2 separate regions of the Mus musculus genome follow, and region 1 is linked to region 2. The links are chromatin contacts, called in public Hi-C maps. All regions are on one chromosome and are shown on one strand. The core of a region is the stretch at or near the end of the contact, and the rest is flanking DNA. Distances in the headings are between cores, read along the strand shown.

Region 1 (5,340 bases), core at 325-2,824, 310 kb before region 2:
ACACCGTTTTCATGTATCTTCATTCCTGTTGATCCTCCTCCCCCCAGCCCTCTTCCCCATTCCCTCTGTATAATGGACTTCTGATTTGAACTTATTATTGTTCATTTTGATTTTACCATAAAATAATAAAACTTGGCAGAACTATGAATGGCCCAGCAAAAATATCCAATCCTCAGGGTTCATGTTGGCTAAAATATATCTAGACAAGATCATCTAGCCCAAAACACTGGGCAAAATGAGGGTGGTGTCCACACTGCTCCTCCTGGTTACTTCTGCTTGGCTACAAAAATGCCATAGGTTTTCCTGTACTGCCACCTTGTGGCCATAATGAGCATAGCTTTGAATAAGTCATTTAATGTACTTTGGATGTAAACAGAGAATTTAGGCTTAAGATTCTCTCTCTCTCTCTCTCTCTCTCTCTCTCTCTCTCTCTCCCTCTCCCTCTCCCTCTCCCTCTCCCTCTCCCTCTCCCTCTCCCTCTCCCTCTCCCTCCCTCTCCCTCTCCCTCTCCCTCCCTCTTTTCTCTCCCATCTCTCTTCTCTCCCCTCTCCTCCTCTCTCTTTCCCTTTCTCTCTCATCTCTTTCTCATCTCTCTCCCCTCTCCTCTCTATCCCTCCCTCCCTCTCCCATCTCTCTCTCCTCTCCTCCTTTCTCTCTCTCTCTCTCCCTCCCTCTCCCTCTCCCTCCCTCTTTTCTCTCCCATCTCTCTTCTCTCTCCCCTCTCCTTCTCCTCTCTTTCCCTCTCTCTCATCTCTCTCCCCTCTCCTCTCTCCCTCTCTCCCATCTCTCTCCTCCTCCTCCTTCTCTCTCTCTCTCTCTCTCCCTCTCTCTCTCTCTCTCCCCTCCCCCCCCCCACCCCTGCATAATGTCTGGTTGCTGGTCTCTGAATCTGTTACCATCTGCTGCCAGAGGAACCCTTTCTGATAAGCCTTGGATAAAGCTCTGATTTATAATTGTAGAAGATTATCATTAGAATTGTTAGTTGGTTGGTTTGTGATCAGTAGTTGTTAGATTTTATTCTAGGTCTTGTTTGTTTGTGATCAGTAGCTGTTTGGTTTTATTCTAGGTCTCTGAGCTATCTAGTCTCTGGTTCTCTGTTACCCAAGCAGTGTTTTGTGTGGGTTTCTTCTGGAGTGGGCCTTAGGTCCAATCAGACACTGGCTGGTTGCTATGCCCACAAGTCCTGTGCTACCATTGCCTTAGCATATTCTGCAGCAGGATAGATTGTAGGTGGAAGGTTTTGTGGCTGGGATGGTGTTCATGTTTCTCTCTAGGTAGCCTGCAGAGTGTGTTCCTTTACCAGAGAGACTAGAACACAGGGGTTAAGACTCCACACGGGCACAGCTTGGCTTCTCCATGCTCAATGAGTTGTGTGGGTGTTGTCTTCAGCAATGTGGCCCTGTTGCCAGTTTTCAGAGAGCAACCTTTTGTCTCAGCATCAGTGTGGGGTGTTTGGGGATTTCCATGGGACCCCCTTGGCCAGCAATTCAGGTGAATACAACCTAGTCCTGCCACTGGATGCCTCACCTGGGTACAAAAGATGACCAGCTGAGACTCTGCACCCCTCATTACTAGTACTCATTAGGACCACCTAAACATGCAGGTCTCCATCAAATCCCTCCCTTCAGAGCTCAGGGGAGCCGGTGGAAGAGGAAGCAGAAAATGTAAGAGCCAAAGGGGGTGGAGGACACCAGGAGAAGAAAGCCCTTTGAATCATAATCAAAGTGCATACGGGCTCCCAGAGACTGAAGCAGCAGTCACGGGCCCACAGTGGTCTGCACTAGCTATCAGCTGAGCATCTTTATGGGATTCCTGACCATGAGAATGAATGGGCCTGTGACTCATGTGCCTGCTCTTGGGACTCTCTTCCTCCTGTGGGGCTGCCGTGTTCAACTTCAATATGATAGCTTTTGTTTCATCTTATTACATTTTGTCATGTTGGTTGTTGTCTCTTAGAAGCCTGTTCTTTTCTAATGAGAGTCAGAAAGGGAGTGGGTCCGGAGGCGAGGGGAGGGGAGGGGAGGGGAGGGGGGAGGGGAGGGGGGAGGGGAGGGGGGAGGGGAGGAGGAACTGGGAGGAGTAGAGGGAGGGGAAACTGTAATCAGGATATAGTGTATGAGAAAAGAATCTATCATTTTCCTAATTTTAAAAATATTATTTACATCGGTGTTCTGCCTCCAGGTATGTCTGTGTGAGAATATCAGGATCCCCTGGAACTGGAGTTAAAGACAGTTGTGAGCTGCCCTGTGGGTGCTGGGATTTGAACCCCAGCCTCCAGAAGAGCAGTCAATGTTCTTAACTGCTGAGCCATCTCTCCAAACCCAGCATCTTTTTTTTTCAATAAAAGAAAACAATGGGGGGGGGAGCCTAAATTTGTATTTAAACATCCGAATGCTAGATATTTGAAGGTTTTCCTGAAACTATTAGAGACATTTTTGTTCTATTAGTTATATATGAGTCTCATTATATTTTCATATGCATATAGAGTGTATTTTGATCACATGGCCCTCTCCTCTCTCTTCTCGCCCTGTCCCCATCACTTCCTTCTTCATCTTTTCTGTGCTCTAAAGAGTTTAACTGGCTTAGCTTACGGAGCACGGCTGAGAAGTACTACAGATATTTTCATTTCACTCAAAGCAAATAAACCCACGAGCCCACGTTTTAAAAATGCTTTTGGCCCCATCGTTCAGATTTCCAGTTAAACAATTCCCTTGTTAACACTCAGCACCACTGGCCAGGCTCACCGTGTAATACCCCGAGTAACCTCGGAATTCTCCAGAGGTCATCACGGGACACAGCCCCTCAACCTTGAGCCAGAACCGTGGGCTGAGGCAATCTTCTTTTGTCTATAACTTAAAACACAAACCAAAACAAAGAACAAAACCCAAACAGGGCTGGCGAGAGCTCAGCAGTTAAAAAGCAGGTGCTGCTCTTGCAGAGAACCCGTGTTCAGTTCCCCGGCATCCATGATCTTCTCCTCTAGTCTCTATGGGCTCGCATGCATACACAGACACACATAAATAAAAAAAAAAAATCATTTTTCTTTACTTTTTTTTAAGATTTATTTATTTTATATATATGAGTACACTGTAGCTGTACAGATGGTTGTGAACCTTCATGTGGTTGTTGGCAATTGAATTTTAGGACCTCTGCTCACTCAAGTTCCTGCTCCCTCCGGCCCAAAGATTTATTATTATACATAAGTACACTGTAGCTGTCTTCAGATTCACCAGAAGAGGGCATCAGATCTCATTACGGATGGTTGTAAGCCACCATGTGGTTGCTGGGATTTGAACTCAGGACCTTTGGAAGAGCAGTCAGTGCTCTTACCTGCTGAGCCATCTCACCAGCCCCAACAAATCATTTTTCAAAAAGAAATTAAAAATCTCTACCCTCAAAAGTGCAAATAGCTCTTGACCCTTCATCTTACGGGAGACTGAATGTGCCATCTTACCATAAATGACACCATTGTGGGTTGTGAGCTATGAGTTAGGAACTTGGAGGTTTTTTTGTTTTGTTTTTTGTTTTTCTTTTTTCTTTTCTTTTTTTTTTCTTTTTGGTTTTTCGAGACAGGGTTTCTCTGTGTAGCCTTGGCTGTCCTGGAACTCACTTTGTAGACCAGGCTGGCCTCGAACTCAGAAATCCTCCTGCCTCTGCCTCCCAAATTCTGGGATTAAAGGCGTGCGCCACCACACCTGGCTTGTTTTTTTGGTTTTTGTTTTTTTTAAGGTATTCTGGTAAGGAACCTGGTCTGGTTTGGGGTCCGCAAGATGTTCAGCAAGTAAAAGTGTTTGCTGTTTAGCCCAAAGACCTGAACCCACAGAGTGGAAAGAGAGAACTAACTCTCAGAAGTTTGCTCTATGTTCTCCAAAAACATGCCACGGTGCACACACACGTGTATGCATGTGCGCACACACACACACACACACACACATACACACACATACACACTTTACCTTTTGAGGGAGGGGCAGGATGTAGCTATGTTGCTCAGGCTAGTCCCCAAACTCCTAGGCTCAAGGGATGCTCTTCCTCAGACTACCAGGGTGTGCACTATGCTCAGCTCTCAATTTGAACAGTTTAAGTCACATCGAAAAGGTTACTCAAGACATGGCCACATGCACAAAGTCCTACATGTATTCTTCTTGCACAATCCTGTGGGAGACGGGTGGCCCTGACATCCATCCCACCCTGCAGAACTGGGTGTGTGTGTGTGTGCACACTTGACACCAGGCAATCAGATTACACAAGGAGTTCACGGTAGCAAAAGCATGCCTGTCTCCCTGAGGATGATAACCCCAGTTGAAAAACCAATCAGGTAAACAAAGAAATGCTTTAGAAAGACCACACCATTCGAAGAGGAAAAAAAAAAAACTGTGTCAAATTAGCGGCTGGGTCATTATCTAACACGGTAGATGGGCAGGAAACTGAGTGTGGTCCAGATACGCTGAGGTTTTAGAGAACATAAAAATAAGTAGACCCATCTGCAACCCTATAGGAGGAACAACAATATGAACTAACCAGTACCCCCGGAGCTCGTGTCTCTAGCTGCATATGTAGCAGAAGATGGCCTAGTCGGCCATCATTGGGAAGAGAGGCCCCTTGGTCTTGCAAACTTTATATGCCCTAGTACAGGGGAACGCCAGGAACAAGAAGTGGGAGTGGGGGGGAGGGGAGGGGGGACTTTTGGGATAGCACTGGAAATGTAAATGAAGAAAATACCTAATATATCTAATAAATAAATAAATAAAAATAATTAAGTAATTCTGTAAGAGGGCCTGTTGAGGATAGGATAACACAGGGGCTAGGAGTCAGGGGAATTGGTCAGTAGTGTCTGCTATGACGTGTAAACCTGATTACTAGCATCATGTAAAGAGGTGAGCGTGGGGGGGGGGGGGCACACTGGCTGAAAAGCCACAGCCAACTGCTCACTGACCAGCCAGTGTACCTGTAACCAGACAACCCCAACTCCCACTGAGAGACCGCTCTCAGGGAACACGGTTGAGAGTACTTAAGGACAACATCTGAAGTTATCATCTAGCCTACACACTCGCACACACTTATACACTCGCACGTGCACACAGGCACGCGACCCACACATACACCAGATGACCTTTATGATATTGGCGACTAAATAAGTGGTACTAGTTTCAGCTGCAAATTGAAGAAAATTAGAAGTATGCTAGAATTAACAGCCAGGAATTCAGAGGAGTCTCGATCCTAGGGCAAGAACTTTAAAAAATTGTATTATAACGATAATGTAGTCATTCTTGGAAAGCTTGGGAAAGGAGATTATAAAGTTAAATCAATTATAAGCTCAATGGCTAGAAGCAGAGAGGG
Region 2 (5,247 bases), core at 1,227-3,726:
TTTCTCATCTCCCTTCAGCTCCCTGCCTCCCTCCCTTCCTGTGTTAGAGATTCAGCGCACAGTCGCAAACATGCCAAGTGTGCACTCCGCTAGTGGGGCATTTCTTATGGAATGATTAAAGCTCTTAGGTAATCATTTCTTTCTGATGTTCAGGTTTTCTTATACTGTCCCCTCTCTGTTCTTGGATATAATCCACAAAGCCACTTAGCTTTCATCCCTAGAGGTCTCTATACATGAAGAACTGTCTGCCATGATGCTCTTAAATAACTCTTTCCAATTATTTCTTTCTCTCTTCGGTGACTTTTATCAGCGAAGAAAATGTTTTAAATATCCCTCCACACCTAGGCCTTTCACAGATAATGACAGAATGACTCCTTGTACTTTGGTGGCCCGGTAGGAAGCTCTAACAGACCTCAATACTCAGGCTCCCCTGGGCCCGCCTGCTCTGCTTTCTTGCTGTGAAATCGGAGTTTAGTCCTTCCATGGTGTATGGTGCATTGCTCACCAAATGCATTATTAACACCACAATAAAATCAAATTGGAGAAAAGTTAACGCTCTGAAAAATAACACACCAATTCTTTCCCATCCTTTGTTGTTAACTGCTCGGGTTTCTGTAGAGGGGATTTTGTGCCACCTGCTGGAAAATATTGGGATTTATGCCTTTAGAGAAAATGGCTACATTTCCTTTAGAATCATTGAATTTAAAATTTAAGTGGTTTTAAAGATTTTTTTTAAGTGAGTTCGAGGGTTCTACAATGAGTGGCGAAGACAGCATTTAGCGTGGGTCTCCCGAGCCTCCAGCCACCAGATGCTACTATACCAAATCATTTTCGTGGCATTTGTGAGGAGTAGCTTTGGGGGCATTGCTCTTTGAACTCAAAAGAAAGGAAACGTGATTGTGTTGTCGGAAGCATCCAATCCTTTGGGTCTCAGATTCCTCATCTGTGAGATAAGCACGCCTCATATTAGAAGCCCCGTCTGATTCTGAGGAGTTATAAGATTGCCTATGAAATGGAGCAGCCCTAATCCACAGCAACTAGAGATGAATTGGTTATGTCTAGAAAGGGATGCTATAGTCCTGGCTGCCCTTTCACGGGCCCTACACTCTGCTCATGGACTTGTCCCGCAAATGCATGAGTTCCTCACACTATAGATGAGAAAGCGATGCTTAGAATAGCTCGAATGACCCATCTCATCTCACAGTGTGCTCATCTGGTAGCTGGTGGAAATAAGAAGTCTTCAACCCTGTGCACATGACTCCCAAACCTCTTGTTCCAAGCCACTGTTTCCCCAGGCTTAAGGTCGCTTTGGCTGTCTATCTAGATGGGGTTAAGGTAGCAGAGTTGCCAAGGGTGGGTGTGAGTTCTGGAACTGGGAGGTCATTGCCTAAAGATGGATTCTTCTGGACTCCTATGGCCCAGTGCTTTGTGGCATGCTGGCCTTGGCAAGGTTGATATGATCGTCACACTGCTGAGGACAAAGGCTCACATTAATGAGTCCAGGAGCCACACAGATGCAGATGCAACAGGCCTACAGAGAACACTGAGTAGGTGACACTGTTGGGTTTGAAACTTATATCAAAATAAGACATGATTTTGCGGTGTCTTCTGCAGGGACATAAGCATAGTTCATCACTGCAGTACTTTCCATTGCTTATGTCCGTTTGCAGTTAGTGCCTGGTCCGCTCAGCCATTTTATTATCCAGGCACTGGATCTTATGAGGGCTTTTCTTGTTCTGTTCTTGCTACACCCAGCCCCACATGGAGAAAGGAAGGAAGGAGTGAGGCTAGTCGGGGCTGGGTATGCTTGACAGCGTAACTCTCCAGCAAACGGGATAGGAGTGCAAGGTTCTAATATTCCTCTTGAGATTTATTTATCCGAGCCTTCCCTTGGTTCCTATTAGCATAAATTTCCATGAAGTAATTCTATTAGCTAGCAATTCACTAGATTAACCCTAAGAGATAAACAGGAAATCGCAGGGAGCGTCTTCTCTCATTCAGATCTGTTTCTGATCTGCAACAAATGCACTTTCATGCCTTCGCATTTCTGTGGGATGTTATAGCTGCGTGTAGTAGTCCGTGCCATTGAAAACGACTTTGTTTTCTTCAGAAATTCTGAACTATGAGAAACTCTTGGATTTGATTTGCATGGTTGATTCATTCTCTGGGTGGGGGAAAAAAGAAAGAAAGAAAACATTTGTAAAATGATTAATGCCAAGGGAGCAAACATACTTAGCATTCAGTGTGATGGCTAAGACTCTGGCTGGACCTGGCCCGCTCAAGATTTGCTTCTTATTTACTGTGTGGCTTTGGGATCTCGTCCTCTGTATTACATAATAAACTGCTCCAGAACTTGGTAACTGGAAACAGTTTCATTTTCCTCATGACTTGGAGTTTGGGAGTTTGTGCAGAATTCAGCCACACAGCAGTGCAGTTCCTCTGTGATCCACTAGTAGGCAGCAGGACCTGGAAGATCTGCATCTAGAGCAGCCCTTCCCCGGACTCATCCTCCAGGGCCCACTCTGTGTTGCTTGGGCTTTTAGCAGTACAGTTCACTGGGCAGGAAAGACAGGAAGCCAAAGCTACCAGGTGAGAGCAGGCTTTTCTTGGAAATGGTACCACTATCTTCTATTAGTCAAAACAGAACTCGACTAATTCAGGAGGTAGAGAAATGGACTCTTGAGAGCTGAGCAAGGTCACAGAACAGGAAGTGTATGGAAAGCTTTATTGCAGCCAGTTCTGAGAGAGAGAGAAACCATCCCTGGCATCAGCCAGTCAAAGAGAATGCCCTTTGTCAAGGGGAGTGCGTATCTGCGTGACTCAGTCAAGAAGCCAGGCCCCGAACCCGGGGCAAATGTGCCAAGTCCTGGGAATAAGATAGAGCCACCGAGGCATGGCTTCAGGGTGGGAATTCATGGAGGGAATAGTAAGATCTTTTCTCGTCCCTAGGAAGGAAGAGCCCAGTGTTCTGCTTGGGTGTAGTTGGCCACAGAATACCAAGGCACAAAGCCTGGCTGCCCAGCTTAACCCTGCATGGTGTGTTCCACCTCCCCCACCCTCACTCCCAACTCCCCCAGCCCACAGCAGGGCTGACATGTGCATCATTGGCTAGAACTTATTCCCCTCTCAGCCCAGGGGACAGAGTTTTGTATTTCTAAAGCTGTTTCCTTTCCTTTATTTGCCAACATGGCTGAGCATAATACTGAAGTCCTGGCAGAAGCCCGGCTTCTTTCCCCCCAGTTAATTTCTGGTCACTTGTCCAAGTGAGTCACCCGGGAACCGGCTGCTGTGAGTCTCTGAATTTTAAAGGATGCTGCTGGGACAAGAGATGTCATTATCAACAATTAGTGGCTGGGCCTGGTGGTAGATGCCCTGAATAGGCTAACTAAAGGACAGGCAAGTCTTGTCCTCTTCCCTGTAGGAGCTCTGTAGGAGTCAGAGTGAGTCATAGCTGTTAACAGTGCATGGGTGGCTATGCAGAGAGTGGACCAGCAGGTGCTCGAACCTGGCCCCATAGGATTCTGGAAAGGAACTTTGGGTGATGGACACTCTGAGACATTCACAGCCTGCTTAGATACAAAAGTAATTCACTCGTCCAGCAGGGCTGGGCTCTTCAGGGAGGGTCTCCAGAATGCAGATGTCTTTCCATAGCTCCCCACAAAAGATGCAACATGTCTCCAGCTCTGTTTCCTCGGGCTGGTTGCCAGGTAACGGTGTTTTAGTCGTAATGAAGACATTTCTTGTTTATTTGCAGTTAATAAATTGATGGTTCTTTTATAGGACAAGGAGAATGAGTCCATTGCCAGGCTGTTTCTACCTAAGCCATTTCTCCCTCCCTACAGCCCCACACTCCTTTTTAAAAGGTCCTGAGTCTGAGGCTCTTCAGCCCAGCCGTGAAGAACAGGGCCTCAGCGCTCCCTCTGCCTCCAGCTCAGGACTCTGTAAGGAGATCATATCAGCAGCTGGCTGGCTTCTATAATTTCCACCTCTGTACTGGCACCAGGAGTGAGGGCTTTCAGCTGTTGTCTGCAGCAGCTGGCCACTGGGCATTCGCTTATTCAGTGTCAAGTGTGTATATGTTGGCACGTGACCTGTCAGGCTCAGGAGGAAAGCCTGGTGCTATGTAAGAAGCCATAATGGCATCATTTCACAGTGACAGGGTTAGGGATCCGATCTGAAGTGTCCCTGACAGGCCCATGTTTTTCTCCATTTGTGGAGAGTGTGAAATGAGCTAAGTATGACCACCATTACCACCGTCCATGATGGTAGGCTGAGGGGGTCATTGGGAGGCGAAGACTGCCTGGTGGACGTAGGTCACTTAGACAGGACCTGTGATGGTTGCAGCCCAGCCCTCGGTTCCCACCCTGTTCTTTCTGCTTCCTGTTGGCCCTGTGAGGAGTGCCTGCCACATGCTCTCTCAGCCATATACTCCCTCCCCCAAGCACTAAAGTCTCTGAACCCACAGGCCAAAATAAACTTCTTAAGTTATTTGTGTTAGGTACGGTGGTCACAGCAGGCCAAAAGTAGCTGCTATAGACAGTTACCATGCAGCTGGAATTAACCAAGAGATCTGTTCACGAAACTCAAACACTGATATTTCAGTTGACTTTGAGAGACCCTTGGGTCTGTGATTCTCAGCCTGTGGGTCACCTAACACCACCAGGGGGAAAAGAAAACAACTAAAAGTAGATATTTACATTATGATTCAGAACAGTAGCAAAATTATAGTTATGGAATAGCAACAAAAATAGCTTTATGATTGGGGTCGCCACAACCTGAGGAACTGTATCAAAGGGTGACAGCATCAGGAAGGCTGAGAACCACTGCCTTAGATGAAAGACTTCTTTATTAAAAACATGGCCGCCCATTGAGCCAACAGATTCCTAAACAGATCTCCAGGTAAACCTTGCTTCACCTCCCCTCTGCTCTTGGCACAGCCATGAGTCTCGCCTGCTTTGCTTTCCCATAAGCCCACGAGGTGCATTCTCTCAGTTACAGCCATACGTAGTCTATATAGAAAATTCTAGGCAAACTAGGACTATATGGTGATATTGTGTTGCCAGAGGGTGGGGATGGGTTTATGTGTGTGTGGCAAGAGGGGCAGGGGAAATACGGACAGGATTTCTACACTGTCTAAGAGAAAGGAAGTGAAGTAGGAGCTGGAATAGCTAAGTTCTAGCCCCAGTCTGATTGGCTTACGGCACTCTGTGTGACTTTGAGCAAGATGCTTAACTTCTTGAGACTTCT

What was found. Hi-C and Micro-C count contacts between places; a contact is called where the count stands out from the background.
Region 1: a Hi-C map of the N1E-115 cell line shows a contact between it and region 2, with 7 times the contacts expected there. The contact joins two enhancer-like sites. A contact is called at or near these places in 3 of 15 datasets of contacts at CTCF or cohesin (the NIH/3T3 cell line and pro-B cells), 20 of 484 Hi-C or Micro-C datasets (the 3T3-L1 cell line, the HL-1 cell line, the MC3T3-E1 cell line and 16 more), 5 of 115 datasets of contacts at active chromatin or transcription factors (bone marrow-derived dendritic cells, embryonic stem cells, fibro-adipogenic progenitors and 2 more) and 1 of 9 other capture datasets (adipose tissue).

What each region holds. Positions count from the first base shown.
Region 1 is chr5:66,692,260-66,697,599 of GRCm38.p6, reverse strand. No RefSeq gene overlaps it. Among named protein-coding and RNA genes, the nearest start is that of Uchl1os, 18 kb to the right of the region's middle. Within about 2 kb of position 1,574, at least 2 of the 459 cell types and tissues checked have an H3K27ac peak or open chromatin away from gene starts, as enhancers often do. A contact at or near this core is called in the N1E-115 cell line, where this site is marked.
Region 2 is chr5:66,383,065-66,388,311 of GRCm38.p6, reverse strand. The region is part of intron 9 of Apbb2 (amyloid beta (A4) precursor protein-binding, family B, member 2); the gene reads left to right. Among named protein-coding and RNA genes, the nearest start is that of Gm52775, 120 kb to the left of the region's middle. Within about 2 kb of position 2,476, at least 57 of the 459 cell types and tissues checked have an H3K27ac peak or open chromatin away from gene starts, as enhancers often do. A contact at or near this core is called in the N1E-115 cell line, where this site is marked.